Linked DNA regions of Hordeum vulgare: region 1 is linked to region 2. The links are chromatin contacts, called in public Hi-C maps. All regions are on one chromosome and are shown on one strand. The core of a region is the stretch at or near the end of the contact, and the rest is flanking DNA. Distances in the headings are between cores, read along the strand shown.

The links. Hi-C and Micro-C count contacts between places; a contact is called where the count stands out from the background.
Region 1: a contact with region 2 is called in a Hi-C map of leaf, with 5 times the contacts expected there. The contact joins the promoter of LOC123444709 here to the enhancer-like site in region 2. A contact is called at or near these places in 4 of 6 Hi-C or Micro-C datasets (leaf and seedling) and 1 of 1 datasets of contacts at active chromatin or transcription factors (embryo).

Annotation. Positions count from the first base shown.
Region 1 is chr3H:527,644,426-527,647,125 of MorexV3_pseudomolecules_assembly, reverse strand. LOC123444709 reads right to left here and starts at 1,384. Exons shown (of 2, transcript XM_045121520.1): 1 at 662-1,384; 2 at 1-39. The coding sequence starts at 1,115.
Region 2 is chr3H:527,497,148-527,499,851 of MorexV3_pseudomolecules_assembly, reverse strand. No RefSeq gene overlaps it. Among protein-coding and RNA genes, the nearest start is that of LOC123444705, 62 kb to the right of the region's middle. Within about 2 kb of position 1,426, at least 2 of the 3 cell types and tissues checked have open chromatin away from gene starts, as enhancers often do. A contact at or near this core is called in leaf, where this site is marked.

The DNA of each region.
Region 1 (2,700 bases), core at 135-2,634, 150 kb before region 2:
TGCCGACCTGATCGGAGTTCTTCAATCCTTCAGATAATCCTGCAAATCAACGGAAGATGGTATAGGTTAAAGTAATTATGATATTGTAGTTTTGAAGCTCGTCTTAATTCATGTGCTTTATATTTTGAGCATGCGCTTTTACCCTTTTGATGGTAAGAATCAGAATAGATCCCATGACTATAGCATGGCAGCATACTCCACCAATCCTACTGACTTTTAATCGTTGTTCTGCTAACACTGTTATTATGTTTTAAAGAACAAGTAAATGCTGGTCATTCTCTGTACATTCTAAAGCCTATCAATGGATCAAGCACGCTGTGCTTTTTTGTCAAAAAAATGTGTTGGTCATTTCCTTACAGATTGTGGTCAAATGTGCCGATAAAGATACACCATATACTTTTATTATTGCTGTGAGCCTATGATGTTAAGTTACATACTGAACTTTTTGCAACATACAGTATTTGTTAACCAAAAACAACACCGATTCCTGGTATTATTGTTATTTTAGGTCTGACTGACATTCTATTGTGCTGTGTGGAAGATTTGGAAAATGATACATGTTGCCTACACTCCTACTGTGAAGGTGTTTTGATCACGATATCGAATGGCAGATGCCAAATCAGACAGATTCTTTCATTGCAAACCAGAAATTTCTGTTTACCTGAAAACCGACCATGATCATCTTCTTGGTTGCAGATTCGGATGGATATATCCACAAATCCATGAGCTTTGTCTGACTTCCTCCTCCTAAGCTGGAAACTGCCAGTCTCCTCAATGACTTCAGAACGCTCCTCACCATGTGCGAATTTCTCAAGATACTCCTTCATCTGCACAACTGCAGCTCCCTGGAGATGCTCCCTTAGGAAGATGGGCTCTCTCCTGTAGACTTCAACTGTTAGTTCCATCTGCTTCTGGGCCATATCATGTTCGTCCACCGAGACTGAGAACTTGGTGCCCCAGCTTGCATTTGAGTTTCCTGATGCGTCAATCTTGGTGCAGTACTTGCTGCTGGGATCAACCCATCCAACTGAGAACCATTGTGGCTTCAGCAGCGACGATCTGCGGCCTAGACCGCGCGCGGAGATTATGCAGAACTCGACTGATAGCTTTTTCATTTGTATGAGGGAGGGCGAGAGCGTTGTAGGATGTGATGGAGACCAGGGGAGGGGATACGATGCGGAGATTTATCATCATCCCGTAGGCACCCTTTACCTTGCTGCAAAGTTATTCCAAGACGATGATAATGACTTGTTTCGTGTTGTTTACTTTGTTGCTTCCCTGTGGTAATGGAATCAATCCTAAAAGTTGTGGCACTAGGAGCGGGAAAAGCATAGTCCAAAGACGGTGCTAGTCGAAGCATTTTCTCGGGCCCCTGTTCTGTGGAAAACGCGTACAATTATTACGAGTGTTTATTTTGTTTTTATTTATGTTTGGTATAATTATTTTACTCTTTCTCTGGGGTACCACCATATGTTGTTTGGGCTTCCAATGCTGACCTGTCTGTTAGGGCATGTACAACGCGCCAGCCTGGAGGGTGCTTCACGTGTTCCACGTCGGAGACGAGCCATCGTGGACAAGGCTGACCAAAAAGACATTAGGTTGCAGGTGCCAGGTGCATCCTGCAAGGAGCCAACCGCTTCATTGAAAAAGTATGGTCCTGTAGATAGTTGATAAGAGAGATCTAGACTACTAGAGTGCAGTTGTCAAATTTTCTTTTAGGTACTCTCCTTTGAATATTTTTCCTCACCTCAACAGGCTCCCACATGACATCACATGCGTCGGATTTTTTTGTGTGTGTGTGTGCTATAGCCTGAGCTGATGTGGCACTTGAGACCACCACTAGGTGTTGCTTCCATTGTACATGCCCTTAGGCGAAGCAGGACTGACAACACTTTTACATTTCCGTAGCTAGATGGTGGTTAAGTGACCAGAAGATTTCACTTACAACGCTTTTATACAATCTAAATAATTGTAGTTGGGGATTCTTTCCAACCACAATTATTTAGGTAGAGGGAGTATCTATTTAGCTTGTATACATGGAAAGTTTATCTGAATGATTGTGTGCAACCAAGACACACCTCACACTTGTCCGCTTTTGGACACCTGTTCGTGCTCATCAGCGCCTCGTGCCACTCGTGTTGTTGGATCTGGCATACCTAGAGGAGGAGTAGCATTCTTTTTATACCTCGTGCCACTCGTGCAGACGCGTCGTCGATGATGCACGCACTGTCCTCTCCACCTTGGTTGCCTAGTTGGGAGCATCCGCTTCAATGCTTCACCCGACTCTAGCTTGCGTGTTCGTACTGACGTGTTAAAGAATCTTCCCGGCACATTCAGTTGCGCAAGGCAATAACTCGACGCATCTGCATCTCGCCCCTCCACCAGCAACGTGTATAACGCGGTTCTCTGACCGGGGACGAGATCCAGAACGTCGCCAACATTATTTGCTCAGATCTGCGGTGTTCCAGATCCATCCATAAGCACATGGAGCGATCAAGACACGACAGTTTTGTCTCAACGTGCTGCTGGTACGTTCTGCGACACCGGCAAGCATGCAAAGCCTCGACGCATCGCTGGCGCGGGCTTGTGTGCACATTTATATATGTACCACCATCATGAGTTCGCCCGGTGATATAAACTGACTTATGTATGAAAGCATATCCAGCCGTTCGCCCCCTTCCCCTCCCCAAGGCCCTGAAA
Region 2 (2,704 bases), core at 177-2,676:
GAATTTTATTTTTCAGGTTTGGTATTTAAAATCTTATGCAGGGATTATTTTGTCCCCCCAAAGTATTTTATATTTGCGTTGGGTTATCTAGATAAGTTATGGGATGCATCCCTTGAAGGCATGGGCTCATAAAGGGTGATGCAATCCACGATGCCTCTTCTAGGTCCAATAATATATTCTCTCCAGGGCCTTTATGCCTACTTTGCGTAAAAGAAAAGGGAAATAAGAGTCATTTTCGACGCGCTGACGATCGGTGCAGAATTTCATATGGCTTCTGGTAAGTAGTACGTGGAAGTTGGAACAGGTAGTCATCAAACATGTCGGCTATATGCTTTGGGCGCGCACACGAACGGAAGAGTAAGACAAGCGACGAGCAGAACCAGGGGAGACAGCACCTGGGGCAGGCCCGGGCATGCAATCGCCCTACCCAAGTAAACCTGCTGCCACTTGCTTCCAACAAAAAGCGGCAGGGTTTTTCTTACTCCATCAGCTAAGTGCCACACTTAGTGATGAACACTACTAATGTATACAGTAGATAGATAGATAGAGATGGCTAAGCTCGGATGGATCGCTAGCCGTGCTACGTACCAGACGAGAGCTCGGCTAGACAAATGAAAAAGCAGTTGGGATTCGTTTCCTGAAATGGACGGGAGGCCTCCAAGACGACGTCGCCGTCGTCGCAAGACAGCGTGCGTATAGCCGCCAGGCCGGGACGGTTCACCGCGGTTGCTTCCGGGGGCGGCGGCGACGACGACGATGCTCGCCACCTTTTCTTGCCCTAGATTTCCTAGCGATATTGTGAAGATATTCGCGCGATTTCCTAGCTTTCATGCATCAACCTAGCTTTGTGGTACCACTTCAGTCGACCTAGGACAGGTGGTGAGAGGTGCATATTTGATGGCTTTGAGTTCTTTTTTCTTTCTTTTTTCCTTCAGTTGATATGACTTTGTTATTGATGGCGTTTTTCTTTATATATTGGCGTTGGCTGGATGTATCCTAACTATTCCCTCCGTTCGTAGATATAAATCTTTTTAAAGGTTTCACTAGGGGCCTACATATAGATGTATATAAATATGTATAGATTCACTAATTTTACTTCGTATGTAGTCATTTAATGAAATCTTTTAAAAGATTTATGTTTAAAAACGGGAGTGAGTAATACAGAGACAGAAGGTGTGTTCATGATGTCGGTATCCATTTGGCGTTTCATTTCAAGCCAAGAAGTTTATGCTCTGTCGATGCGATGCACCTAACTCCCACGCGCAGCTAACACGGCGATGCGGTGCACGTGCCCGGCCGGTGTCTATCAGAGACTGATCCGATGGGTACGACTGTTTGACTTTGACATCCGAGCGAGTGGCAGCAGTACGGAAGGACATAGGGAGTTGAAGGAGAGAATGGGAGAGGGACGAGAAGGACGTACGTGGCGTGAGGGTTCCTGCGGCTAGGCAGGTCTGCATCCGGAGAGTGCCAGCCAGTGCTTTTCTCACAACAGCGACCTGCTCCCAAATTTAGCACTTGGGCGGCCCAAGGGACGCCAGCAAATTTGGTGACCTTTCGAATGGAATTCATGTGGCTATCTTGGATTCATGGGAGATTGCGAGGGGTATGTTCAGTGTCCTAAAACGCTATTTCGGCATCCAAAAAGTTTTTTTGAGCGTCTATTGAAGAGGCTATTAGAGCAACGACTATGTTTCAGAGTTTTCGGAGGTTGTGGATACCATGCACAAATGAGTCATCAAAATTTGGCCTTCATATTTTTTTTGATTGCACTAACTTAACACTTTTCTTATAGAGAAACAACATGTGTCCGGTTTTACAGATAAAGCCATCATGCAGAATTCAGCAGTACTCCCTCCGTCATAGTTTATAAGGCATGCACGTGTATCTAGGTCGTTAATTAAACTTATATAAAATATATTGTTTAAAATAAAAATTATATCATTAGAAAATAGAACATCTAATATTTCTAATAATATATATTTTGTAATATATGCATCTCATTAAGTTGGTTAAATTGATGACCTAGATACACGTGCCGGACTTATAAACTAAAACGGAGTAGTACAACCAAACGAACAGACAAGTATACAAAGTTCTGAACAGTTTAACCGATGCAATAGTGACGGTTCGCAGGAGGTCCGCTACCTACGCACAAAAGGAACTGGAACATCGGGGAGACCAACAATCATACGAGGGCGTCGGAGTTTGATCCCAGGATATAGACATTGCCATTGCCCAAACACGCGAGATCAACAGCTCCATGGCCTCCCTGTCGCATCCCTTAGCCCTGTTTGGGATGTTCGTTCTGCTGTTAAATACGCAGATAAGAGCAACTCTAGCAGACCTTGTATCCGTCCGCCTCATGTGTTTGTAGTTTGCGGAAAAACACCTTTACGAACCGGTGCACACGGCCGCGGATGCAGCCACCGCATAACGGATCCGTAAAATGCATATTCGTGGAATATGCTTTTGCGCGGGCTGAAATGTTTCCCACCAACCGCTTCCGCTTATATGCAGAACACCACAACGGCGAGGTGGAAACCCGCGAATACGCGGGTTGGGGCCGAGATTTTGCCGCGCCCCGCAAAAATATTTGCGGGCCTGGGCGGGATGCAGGGTCTGATCGGACAGGGTTTTTTCGCCCCAACCCGCATTTTGACGGTTATTTTCTGGGTCGGAACGGAATGCGGGGTCTGTTAGA